2 separate regions of the Mus musculus genome follow, and region 1 is linked to region 2. The links are chromatin contacts, called in public Hi-C maps. All regions are on one chromosome and are shown on one strand. Each heading gives the region's core, a stretch centred on a gene start, on an enhancer-like site or on the middle of the called end of the contact. The rest is flanking DNA. Distances are from core to core; before and after follow the strand shown.

Region 1 (6,497 bases), core at 514-3,013, 81 kb after region 2:
ATGCTCTTGCTGCCAGTACTCTAGAGGAAAACTGATCTCTTGCCTGACTGAAGATGGCTTTAATGTCACTCCTGCAACCAGAGCTGACATTTTTAGAGAACTCTCTGGTAAGATCCAGTTCATTCACACAAGGATATGAGTTTCTACTATCCAGAAATAAATTAAAACTGAAGTCAAATGTGTTGATTACTCCCTTCCTCCTCCTTTCCTGTGTGTGTGTGTGTGTGTGTGTGTGTGTGTGTGTGTGTGTGTGTGTGTGAGAGAGAGAGAGAGAGAGAGAGAGAGAGAGAGAGAGAGAGAGAGAATGTTTGTGTACTTGTGCAGAAGGGACAGCAGGAGATGTCAAGGGTCTTTCTCTATCACCTCCCACCTTCCCACCTTATCCCCTTGAGACAGATCTGTCTCACTGAACATAGGACTAACATAGGACTAAGCCAGTGAGTCAATGTATTCTCCTTGTCTGCATCCCCGTCCTTGGTGTTGGAGTTACAGGAGCAAATGGGACCACACTCAGCTTCTAATGTGGATCCAGGGAACTTGAACTCAGGCCCCACTGTTGTGCAGCAAGCACTCTTACTGACCCAGGTGTCTCCACAGCACACCAGCTTGCTTGGGTACTGTCGGAACTCCATGTTATGTTGTGCCTGGCTTCCTCATTCCTCTTGGTCCTCCCATTGAAAGCTTCAACCGCTCTAAGGAAAACAGCAGCCAGCTTAACTCATCTTCTCATCTTGCATAATCTCTGTCATTTAATGTCCCATGGAACAGTATCAAGCACAGAACAAACTGTGGAAGATGCTTACAGAGGCCACAAAATCCATGTTATAACTCACGCCATTCCTGGCCTACAAACTCACTTGCTTGGAAGGAAACAGCTTTTTAGAACACAGAAAACTGGCTCTTTACTCTTCAAATTTATTTTGTTTTTTATTGACTTAAACTTGGAAGCCAGAAGAGGAGGAGGAGGAGGAGGGAGGAGGAAGAGGAGAAGAAGAAGAAGAAGAAGAAGAAGAAGAAGAAGAAGAAGAAGAAGAAGAAGAAGAAGAAGAAGAAGAAAAAGGAGGAGGATGGAGAGGAGGAGGAGAGGAAGAGGAGGAGGGGAGGCTGAGAAGCAGAGGCAGAACGTTTGGTGATGAGCATCTAAGCTGCACAGACTTTAGAGACCGTCTGGAGTGCCAGGATCAATGGAGGAATATGGCCGAAAGAAGAAAAATGAAAACACATTTAAAAACGAAAATATGTCTTGCAAGCAATCTCCTTACTGAGCCGAGGCCACAGCTTTATGACTTTCTCAGTAAGGACAGAAGTGTATTTTTTAATTCTCATTCCTTTGGGGCATTAGAGCCAAACCATAAAGCAGCAGGCTGTCAATCAGTCATAAAAAGCTTAACAGATGATGACACAGCTGACAGGAATATGATCTATAACCGCGTTTTTAAACCCTAAACTAATTCTTAATTCTCCAAACTCCCTATAACAAAAGGAGCCTTCTGGAAGTCAGGGAAGAGTTAACATCCCAGAAAGGCAAGGGACTACTCTGTGTTGGTTTCCAGATCCCAAACCCATCCAGGCTGAATATAACACAAAAAATCTGTGTCTGCGAAGCTCTTGTCCACCAGTTAATCAAAGCCCTGGAAACTCAAGGAAACCTGTGTTTATGGAAATCTGGCGTTTCTGTAAAGTTTTCAATGAGGGCTAAATAGAGCAGTTCATCTCATTTTGAAACTAATGGTTCCTGCCAAGTGGTTTTCCAATGCTCGGTTCTGGCTCGGTCAGCATTTAGGAATTCATTTATGAGTTGGGCTCTGGAATTCATATTTATGTCTGCAACTCACTCGTTTTCTCCTGATAGGTCTCTGAGAAGAGATTGTAATCAATTTACCAAGCCCAGACTTCAGGAAATTTTCGTATCCACAAAAGAAGCTCTGGTTTGGAGGTTTGTCCAGTGTCTGCACCCAGCCTTCCTCCCGTACGCATGCGCTTATTTGTGCCTTTTTCCCCAGCACATACTTCTCTCTATACAGCTTTACTGGGCACACTGGCATTAGCTTCCCTTGGTTCACTGGCCAGTGGTTTATAAAATGGCAGAGTATATATGTCTGGTTTGTCACCTTGGAAGGCTTCATGTTGTCTCTGGGAGGAAGTAGCAATTATTCATACATTTTGTATTTAAAGATTTACCTTCTCAATATTGTTTCAGGAAATTAGAATTTAGAGGTGTGTGTGTCTGTGTCTGTGTGTGTGTCTGTGTGTGTCTGTGTATATGTGTCTGTGTGTGTTATGTGTCTGTGTATGTCTGTGTGTGCCTGTGTGTCCTTGTGTGTGCCTGTATGTGTGTCTGTATGTGTGTGTCTGTGTGTGGTGTGTGTAGTGTGCCCATACCTATTTTCTTTTCAGTGTTATAATCCCACACTTTAGTATTTTGAAAACCAAACAGAAAGCTTTGAGCAGCTTTTCAATGTAACCATAAATTTACTTTTAAAAAAAAATCCCTTTGAAGAAGTCATCAAATAAATTAGCCAAGTTGGAAAAGCGCCTGTAGTTTGTGTTGGCTTTGGGTCTTAGGGAGCCCCCTTAATAAACAACATCCAGTGGACTCAGGCAGTAACAATGTAATTTCAATGATTAATCAAGTGTTAAAACTAGTTTAACCTCTCCTGTTTTACAAACTCTCCATCACCCTGACTAAACTAATAGAGGAATAAGACACCCATCTGGAAATCTCATCTGAAATATTAGATTGGGAATCTAAAATTCAGCCAAATAGTGTGGCTTGTAGGGATATCCTGTCGGATAATAAATTGCATTAATCTTACTTAAATTTTCCATCTAAATCATGTCCTGAAGCCGTATTACTATGAGGGAAAAAAAATGCCTTGCTTTAATGCATTGTGCTACTGAAAACGATATTAAAAGGAGGGGGGAGGGGAGAGCTTTCCTTTCTTGTTTTGACTCTGCTTGATTTTCCACCATAAAAAAGAAAAAAAAAAATAGCCCACATGAAATTTCAGGATTCTTCTAAACCAGCGGAGGCCCCCTTGAGCCACCATCAGCTCTGCCCGGACACCAACAGGAAATAATGGTAATCTCTTTCAGGAACTTTGAGGAACTTTTCCCCTAATTTATATGTTTCTTCCCTGTTGGTGAACTCTGAGTCATAGTGGCTCATAGCAATTTGGTCTTTGTTGTTGTTTCCTTTGTGTGTGTGAGTGTGTGTGTGCCCATGTGTCTGTGTGTTGTGGGAGTTGTGCTTTCTCACCTTCTCTTGACTTTCACACTTCCAGAACTGTAGCATACATCTTCCTAAAGATGTTCACTATGAATTTATTATTCCTTCTACTTTTAATAGAGAACAGTCATCTATGCCAACACATTTCGAGCACTTTCTTATAGCTACCAGAAGAAAAGGATCTCGCTGTGGCTTTCTCAGAGCTCTGAGGAAGAACTCGGCTGGCCCTGAAGCCCCTTGCGGTTCTGACCCACTGTCTGCCACTTACTGCCTGCTGTCAGTATGAAGAGCATTAGAAGGTGTTAGAATAATGTTGACTCAATGTGAAACCACAAGTCCTAGGAAATATTGACTCACCTCTGTTGCTTGGAAGGTGTCTGCTCTGTTAGAATTTACAGAGAGAGAAGGGTCCTGGGGCAAAGTCTACTACCATCATCCCCATGCCCTTGGAAATAGCTAAGAAGAGAGGGGTGTCACTCATCAGAAGATGAGTGTCCCATGGCCTCTTATGTCCATCCCTAGATTGATCCTCACAGCACCGTCTCTATGGTCACCTGTGGAGGAAGAAGTAGGAGTTACATAGTTTAACCCCTTGTCAGTGAGTACTGGTAAGGGGTAGTGTGACGACAAGAGCTGAGGTCTCCAGTCTACTGACAGCTCAAATGGCCAGTACGAGTATTAAGTAGATCTACTTCTAGGCTTCTGTAGATGTTCTAGGGGCCCCTTGAGTCCAGACTATCATACCCCCAAATGAGCTGTGAGCACTGTAAACTCAGCCACCAAAGCCACCGGGCTTGTGATTATTCTCTCCCTCCATCTCACAGTTCCTCCCTGTATTCAGAGCTCCTGAATCCTCAGAGGTTTACATGAGAAGCACATCTGGTATCCACCCCTCCTCTCGATTCTATTATGGTATCCTATCAAGTCCTCGGGGCCTCTCCTATGAAAAGACTCTTAACAGTTAGCAGCCATCGCCTTCACCTGACCCTTCCTCCTACTGGACGATCACTCTACAATCACAGTGTGTTGATTCCTCTGTTCCCACCTCCTCCAAAGCCCCCATCACCCACAGAAGCAATCCCTGCTGCAAACTTCCCAAACTTCCTTGCTGTATATGCAGACTTCCCTAAGGACTGAGTCTTATGGCTCCTTTTAGAGTCTACATGGCCTGCCACCCTGCACAAGGCTAGGTTGAACCCTGAGTTCTAGACTTCACCTGAAGTCCAGCATGTCTTCAAACATGTTGAAATGACCACTCTGCTTATCTCGGACTGGCCCAAGCATCTTCAATGCAGACCAGTTTCTACCCACCTTTGTCTACCAACATGTAACCAGTGTCCACTGACTCAGCCACTGATTCTGCTTCACACTTTCAGGTCTGATGTAAAACTCTTGGGTGAAGCTGAGACATTGCCAATCCCCCGTGAGGGGATTTTAGCTGGACTGCTTATTCTATGGTTTCATTTCCCTTGCCTTCCCACAACATGTTGTTCCTTCCTCCTTAACTTCTTATGTGAGCCTCACCAACTAAAGCGCACTGTTCAATCTTCTGAATACCCACTAATTCTTCCCTTTGCTAGTCTAGTGCTAATCTCCCACAATGCTTTTCACCTTAGCTCCGCCCCACCCCCAGTCCAGCCATTCCAGCCATTGCACAGCTCAACAATATTCTGCTTACTACATCTTTCAGGGTTTCTGACATTTGTTGGGTTGAATTAGACACTCACATACTTTAATGTCTGACTATATACTCTGTGAAGCAGGGACCGCCCCTTACCCCAGACACTCCTTGAAGTACAAGCTGACTCCATGAGTGGTTAAGGTAGGCTTTGGAAAATATTCTGTTGAATTCAGTCACTGGAAATGCCTTGGTCTGAAGGACAAAGCAGTGTCAGATATGAATGGTTTAAAACAGAAATATCATAGACCACCAACATGACAGAAGCCTTGCGCTCAGCTATCACATAGCCCTGCCAGCAGAGGCTTACTCAACGACCCACCGTCCATTACTTCTTTTCAACAAGCCACTCTCGTAACATTCTTTGAGGTTGTATGCCCCCACTGAAGTGAATAATGACATAGTTTATGGTAAAGGGTGAACTGAAAAACAGCAGTGTCATTATTGCTGTAAGTACCCACAAAAGTTGTCTATTATCACACACAGATGCAGCCGCAAACACACACTCATCACTAATAAACTCATTTATTTCCACATAAAGTTGCATAATGTTGCACAATCTAGTAGCAGGCTGAGAAATGTCAGCAGTTTAGACCAAGAAATTTGTCAACAAAACCAATACATTTCACCAGCTTCAGCAAACCGCAGTTTCAAAAATCATACCTTCCTCCCCTCTAAAAAAAAAAAAGGAAATTGTCACATGTCACCTTAAATAGAAAGCACGGTGCTCATGATGCCACAGACTAAGCAAACACCAAGTTGAGATAACAAGGAAAGGAAATTTAGAAGTTATAAGAACAGGAACAGCTATGTTGTCTGAGTACTTAGAATGTCATTTTATCTAATACAAAGGGGGAGAAAATCCATGAAAAATTAAAGTGGGGAGGCTTTGGGAGGTGGATCAATGGACAGAGTACTTGGTTGCACAAGCACAGGGACCAGCCAGCCATCTCTAACCCCACCACTAGGGAGGCAGAGACAGGCAAATCCCAGAGAGTCAAGGGCGCCCATCTATCGTAAACAGTACTCTGTCTCCTGTGACACGGAGCCCTGAGCCTTGAGTTAGAGACCATGTCTGAGGGACAGGGAGATTATAAGAGTCAGAAGTGATGGACGGTTTTAAGGAGACTGCATTGTGCAGACATAGGAAGGTGAGTGCACACGTGAGCTTATGGAGGGAGACTGAGACAGTGTACACAGGGCCTCCAAAAGCTCAGACCAGACAAAATCCTCACATGAAGGAGTGGACACAGGTGTAAAGTCCCACCCATTCACAAATGACTGCTGACAGGAGAGGGAAAGTCAGTTTGCTTCAGTGGAGTGACAGTGGTTGTATCAGGCACATCCCAGGTCAGGTCTCATACCCAGGAGGAGTTGGCCAGCATAAATAAGATGATTTTTAATGGCTCTTTTCTTTTATTACAGAAAAGGATCAAAAAGTTCTGGGAGGAGTTAGGATCTGATCTGGGGAGAATGAGAGGACAGGAAAAAAATAATAAAAATATATGAAATTTCCAAAGAATAGATTAAAAAATAAAATAAAGACACTCCTTTCTCAAGATGGAAAGCAATTGAAGAAGACATACAAAA
Region 2 (6,266 bases), core at 3,725-6,224:
TATTGTTAGGATTTGTTTACCTAAAATGTTAGGGAATGTGTGCCTTCAGATTTCTTCTATTCTCTAGAGCTCTGAGCAAGGACAACACCATGTAAAACTCTGTCCTCAGAGGCACCGATGCCCAGTGTGCCCCACACTCTGTGTTCTCTCTGAGTAGCTCAGGTGCACACAGCGACCATTCCTAAGTCTCACTATTGACTGCTTTCTCCAAACCTGACTCTTGGGTTGTCCTCAATCCAAGCCCTTCCTGCTTTCCTTCAGGAAGAATGACACGGTTACAGCTCCAGGCCGGCTTTTGTTCTCCAGTATCTGAAATCCTCAAAACTGCTTCACTTACTTGTTAGCAATAAAGCAAAATTGCACAGTTAAGAAAATTGTTGAGACTATAAAAGCACTTGGCTCCTCTCCCCTAATCCAGAAGGTACTGTGTGTTCTTTGGATCCCAGACAACGCTTTGGGCAGTTCCAGATAAGGTATCCAATAACTTCACTCTGTGTCCTCATTTTTCTTGCCCTCATTCCAGAAAAAGTTGGACAGCTGCCTCCTAAATAATTTTATTGTGAGGAAAGTTATTATGAAAACATACTCCACTGGTTTTCACTGACCTCCAAAACACACTCCCTAATTAAGTGCAAATGGGAGCTGACTTGGAGCAGGTTGTCTCTGATTTTGGACTTGGGAGCCTTCTTAAAGTTTATGAACTCTATACTCGAGCTCTGTCTGCCAAACGAGGAATTTCTTATTTCATTTGGTGACTGCTCTGAGGTTATATAACGCTTCCCCAAAAGCCCTGGATGCTGAAGATGCGTAAACCATCTGTCTATGCTGAAAAGTCAGAGAAAGAGAGGGAGGGAGGGAGGGAGGGAGGGAGGGAGGGAGGGAGGGAGAGAGAGAGAGAGAGAGAGAGAGAGAGAGAGAGAAGAGAGAAGAGAGAAGAGAGAAATTCATTGCCCCTTCTATCTGTCTCCGAGTACAACTAATTATTTATCCAGAGGAATTTCCTTGTGGCTTTTTATTTTAATATTGAGTTCCTACATAACCATAAAATTTTACAGTACTGAAGAGGCAATGATGGTATTCATGCCCTCACGTCTTTTTATAGGAGCCTATTTGGCTTTAATATTTAAAGAAACCCGAGGACCTGGCAAAGAGAAGCATGAGAAGAGAGGCCCAGAGGAGGCAACTTGTGCTTCATCTCGGGCCTCCAGTCTTTCCCTCCCCAGCCAGCAGGGGGCAGTAGTAATAGAGGCCTGGAAGCTGCTTCCTTCTTGAACTATGAAGAGACTTAAACAAGGAGAAATGATGAAAGCCAAAGGGGTTTCTCTGACCTCCTCTGGTCCTCCCTGGCAGGAGTAAGCCTCTGGCGGATTAACTTCCAGGTCCTTCGCCTGCTAACTTAGGTTGTGGCAAATATTTGGACGGCAGCCGTTAAGTGGTAGTCTCGAGCCCACGCTCTGCCAAGCTGAATCCCACCATCATTTGATGCAGCCTTTTGACAAAGAGAAACGAAGCTGATGAGTATTTCTGATGTCCTGAAGGTGAAGACACTGAGGCTTAAAGCCGTGTGCAGATTGCTCAAGGTTACAGAGCTAAAACTGAAACCCAGACTAAGGAAAGAGTTCAAAGTTTCTCATCGTTGACCCAGGTACCAAGCTTTATTTGAAATTTTGGTTTCTTTGATTTCGTTACTTAATTTTTAATAGCATGTAGTTCAGGCTGGCCTTGAACCTGTGATCCTCCTCCTTCAGTCCCTGAGAGGCGGGATTGCATGTGTACGCCACCACAGGCAGTTCATCGTTAAAATTATTTTACCTGACAAAGCAGATACAAGTATTTTTTTTTTTAGCTTTTCTTTTTTGTTAATTTCTGACATGGAAAACTTGAGGTAAACAACCATCAGCTGAAGTTGAACACTTCTACATCAACAACCAGTAATGGACAGAATGGTATTCCACCAGCCTGGCTAACAATGGTGACATCATTGAATGGTTTTGTGAACTTTGATGTTGGACACTCTTTCTTTCAATGGTGTAACATCATACCAACTAGACACTCCGTATCACCCTGACTCTCTGTGGCTGTTTGAGCAACATGAGACTCTGTGAGGAGCCCAAGGCTTGCTCTCGGGCATCTGGGTTCGATGCCAATCCTAAGCACTGTTCTGTGTGAAAGGATTCATCGTTGGCCAAGGATTAATTGGATCTGGTGATGGTGAAGCAGGCAGATGCAGGGGAAGCCATTAGCCTGGCTTAGCGCCATAGGAAGTGCTGGGTCCCAGTGATGACTGGGACACTGTATCAAAACTTGGAAAACAAGGAGAGAACTCAAACAAATGTCCAGATGTTTTGGTTGTGGGTGCCAAAGGTCCAGATGTCTGACAAACTCTCCGAGAGTTAATTGCGTTTGTCGGTGCTCGCAGGCAGACTTGGTACATCATGATCACAGGCTATGGCTGAGGGTGAGCGGAGGTTAATGTCCTTCCCGGTCCTGCACAGGGCTCCTTTGTCATTAAGGAAAGCTGCAAAGGGATACAGACTTCCGTGCCTGCCGAAAACATTACTGAGAGGCAAAAGGCAACTGGGTTTTCCACAGGCTCTTAAACATCTTAAATCTAAAATAAGTAATTGTTTTTGTTTTTGTTTTTTTCTTTTTTATCTCCTAGGCTGTTTTTTTCATCTTTAAAAGATATCATGAGAGATCTAAATAGGGCCCAGTTCTCTCTCAATCTGTTCATCCCAAGCAGGCTGGTATTAAAACGTTGAATCCAAAGTTCAACTATCTTCTTCTGTCAAATACTATGGAACTATTTCATTGTCATATAGGCTTAAAGTAAGAGAAAAATAATGATTTTCCTATAATCTAACTTACATGGGTCCTGTCGTTAACCAGTCAAAGAAAAGCAGGTAGGAAGACAGCTTTGAAATTAAGATTTCAAAATACTGTAGAATAGTGTTTCCTATAATAATTATTGAACATTCCATTCCTATGAGCCCTGGTTTTCTTTTTCCTTTTTTCTTCCTTTGTCCTTCCTTCCTTCCTTCCTTCCTTCCTTCCTTCCTTCCTTCCTTCTTTCCTTCCTTCCTTCCTTTTTTCCTTCCTTCCTCTCTTTCTCTCTTTCTTTTCTTTTTTCCTTTTTTCTCCTTTCCTTTCTTCCTTTCATATTAAAAATAGCGTGTGTGTGTGTGTGTGTGTGTGTATATACGCACACCCGAGTGTATGTGCATGCATCACGTGCTCAGAGTGCCCACAAGGGTCAGAAGAGGCATCTGTCCCCTGGACCTAGAGTTACAGACTCCAGCTCCTCCATGGGAACTGAACCTGGTCCTCTGTGAAAATTATAAACACTAATCTTAACCACTGAGCCATCTCTCCCACCTTCCCTTCCACTCTCCCTTCCTTTCTTCCTTCTTTCCTTCCTAACATGGTCTCATGTTTCCAAGCCTGACCTCACCTCCCTCCACAGCAGAGAATGAATAGCCTGGAACCTCTGATCCTCTCTTCTCTACCTTGCAAGTGACAGGATCCTAAGCACGTACCACTGTGACCACTTTGTATGATCCTGGGGACTGAACTCAGAGCGTCCTTCATGCTAGGCAAGCTACCGGTGAGCTACAACCCAATCACAACACGTCCTCCTCCTTCTGTTCCGCATCTCTAAGAAGGGCTACACCAGACACACATGGAGGCAGGATACTTGACCCGAACCCAAAGCCAAGCAACTAGTAAGAGTATTTTTAACTGAGTATACAGTGTTTAAAGGAACCCCAGCAGCTCAAAGAAGTTGGAGATGTATTTGCCTCAGTTTGTAGAGATTGCACAACTTGACCTGATCCGCTCAGGTCACATGGAAGGAGAGAAAGGTAGTTAGTGGGTGCAGAATGCTCTGTGTGCTCCTGTGCATTCTATATGACTAGTCGAGTTCAAGGATGGTCTATCATCTTAAGAAAGCCCTTTAACAGTGAGAGGCTTCAGTTTCCAAACAAACAAACCAAAAGTTTAAAAGATAATTGTTATGGGGTTCCTCCAAACCCCTTTCTACAGCAGTCATGATCTGTATCTATTTGACCTAGTTCAGAGATATAGATGAAGCAGACAATGGTCAACACAGTACCCGGGGTCCACCTTGAAGGGCAAAGGATGAAGTATTAGAAGAACACATAAAGTCCGTGCTTCTCAAACCGAGGCGCCTTCTGAGGTCCCTGGGATCCTGAGAGAAAGTCCGAAAGAAGCAGTTGCTCAGTGCATCCAGTTTGCAAATGTCCCTGAAAAGCCTACTCTTGGATGGTGGCATAAGTATTTTTTGTGGGACGGAACTTAAAGCTATCATACATCTGAAGGAATAAAACAGGAGACAGTGAAGATAACATTGAGCGTGAGGCTTCCTTCTACACAACGATCCCTTGCAGAGGGAATTCCATGCTGAAATACCTGAGGACATTTCATTGCTGGAAAGCTGTGTGGGGTCTGCAGCACACCCCTCATGGTCTCTCTGAACACAGCATGGCAAGGATAGGGATCTAGCAATGACCAGAGGAGGGTAGAGGGGCCACCAAAGCTGTCTCCCAGCTTCTTGGACAAGATGCTTGGGATCGTTGGATTATTTAAGGTGTTTGGGAGCTTTTTTTTTTTTTTGAACACATGCTGCCCTGGAAATCACTACTCAGCCAGGGCTTAGCCTTGAGCTCACAGCAACTTTCCACCTCGGCTTCGCAAGTACCAGGATTACAAGCACCAACCATCAGAGCTGATTTTTTAAATCCCCCATTCCCTGAGATTCCTGGCTGAGACTTGGTTTATCATCTGAGAAAATGTTTGTCATTCCTAGGACTCACTCGCAATTAGAATTTTACAAAGCCCCAGGGGGTGGTCCCACATAGCTAGTGTTCTAGCAATACTGTGAGTTCTTGCTGTGGAGTACTATACTCCTTCTGAGAGGCTGGGCCAGCTTATTCCCAGAGTACATGCTCCTTTGCCCCTCCTAAAACCTCAGGCCTGCTTCCCTGACTCACAGGAAGGAGGGTGTGTGTGACAGAGTACTACTGAATGCTGTCAGAGGGGAAAGTGTACCAATGTGTTCTCACCAGAAATCTCCCAGTAAGAGCTGAAGGGGTAAGGTAGTCATTAAGACAGCTTGCTATCGCTGTTCTGTCAGATGACTGTAGTTTGGATGCTAGCACCCAGATCCCAAGGCTCACAGATGCCTGTAGTTTCAGCTCCAGGGAATGTGAGGCCCAGTTCTGGATTCCATGGGTGCACACACACACAAAGCATACATGTGCCCGCGCGCGCGCGCGCGCGCGCGCACGCACACACACACACACACACACACAAATAGGATAAATCTTTTGTTAAATAAAGAAAACAACAAAACAGTCTCCTAATAGGAAGATGAGCAGATGTGGGAGGAACTGAACCAAGGGCCTGTGAAACCTCAGGTCATGTGACCTAATACAGGCTGCCCACCATGGCTCCTGTATTAGCTTGGACCGACCAGTCTGTACAGAGTCCACAGCTCCTGGTGTGTTTTCCACAGTTCATTCCTTCTTTCTTCCTCACTCAGCCGAGAACACTTTACATGAGCTCCGCTCATATGGTGGTAAATCTTGACTTGAACTGACACAACACACACGGATTTTCCTCCTACAGTCTAGGGAGAAAACACCTTGATTCCACATCTTTAAAAATGTGCCCACACTTGGGCACAGTCTGCTACATCTGACTACACTGTGGATTGTAACACGCCATGCCCATACCATGTGACCACTCCCAGATCCCCAAATTCTGAAGTTCAGAATTTGTCCGGCCCAGAGGTTTTAAAACAAGGCTCTGTGAGTCTTTTGCGGCCCAGGCCCAACCCAGAACAATACAAATAGACTAATCCTATATCCTCGGAATTTTCAAATCTTGAGATTTTTTTGTCCAGCCTATGTAACAACTGATTCTTGCCTTCCTCTTGCCCTGCGTGGGATTAAATGCGGAGCCTTTCATCCGCAGGAACGGACCACGTCAGTATACCATAGCCCTCACACACATTTAATATGAATTCACCAGTGCTGATTTAATACATATTAATGACATTTCCCCATGACTTTAAAAAAAACGTTTTGTTATTTATTTATTTGTGTGTAGGCGCCAGCACTTACATTAGAGGGTCATTTAGAGGCTAAAAATGGACATCAAATCCTCTGCAGCTGATGTTATAGTAGATTGTGAACGGCCTGATGTTGGTGGTGAGAACTCTGGTCCTCTAAGAGAACATCAAGTCC

The links. A called contact is a pair of places that touch in the nucleus more often than the background predicts.
Region 1: a Hi-C map of tail fibroblasts shows a contact between it and region 2, with 1.9 times the contacts expected there. The contact joins two enhancer-like sites. A contact is called at or near these places in 7 of 484 Hi-C or Micro-C datasets (adipose-derived mesenchymal stem cells, brown adipocytes, macrophages and 4 more) and 2 of 115 datasets of contacts at active chromatin or transcription factors (effector CD8 T cells and fibro-adipogenic progenitors).

The regions. Positions count from the first base shown.
Region 1 is chr1:184,531,123-184,537,619 of GRCm38.p6, forward strand. 1700112H15Rik (RIKEN cDNA 1700112H15 gene) reads right to left here. Exons shown (of 6, transcript NR_040472.1): 3 at 582-692. Among named protein-coding and RNA genes, the nearest start is that of 1700112H15Rik, 23 kb to the right of the region's middle. Within about 2 kb of position 1,764, at least 24 of the 459 cell types and tissues checked have an H3K27ac peak or open chromatin away from gene starts, as enhancers often do. A contact at or near this core is called in tail fibroblasts, where this site is marked.
Region 2 is chr1:184,446,872-184,453,137 of GRCm38.p6, forward strand. No RefSeq gene overlaps it. Among named protein-coding and RNA genes, the nearest start is that of Gm34229, 18 kb to the left of the region's middle. Within about 2 kb of position 4,975, at least 20 of the 459 cell types and tissues checked have an H3K27ac peak or open chromatin away from gene starts, as enhancers often do. A contact at or near this core is called in tail fibroblasts, where this site is marked.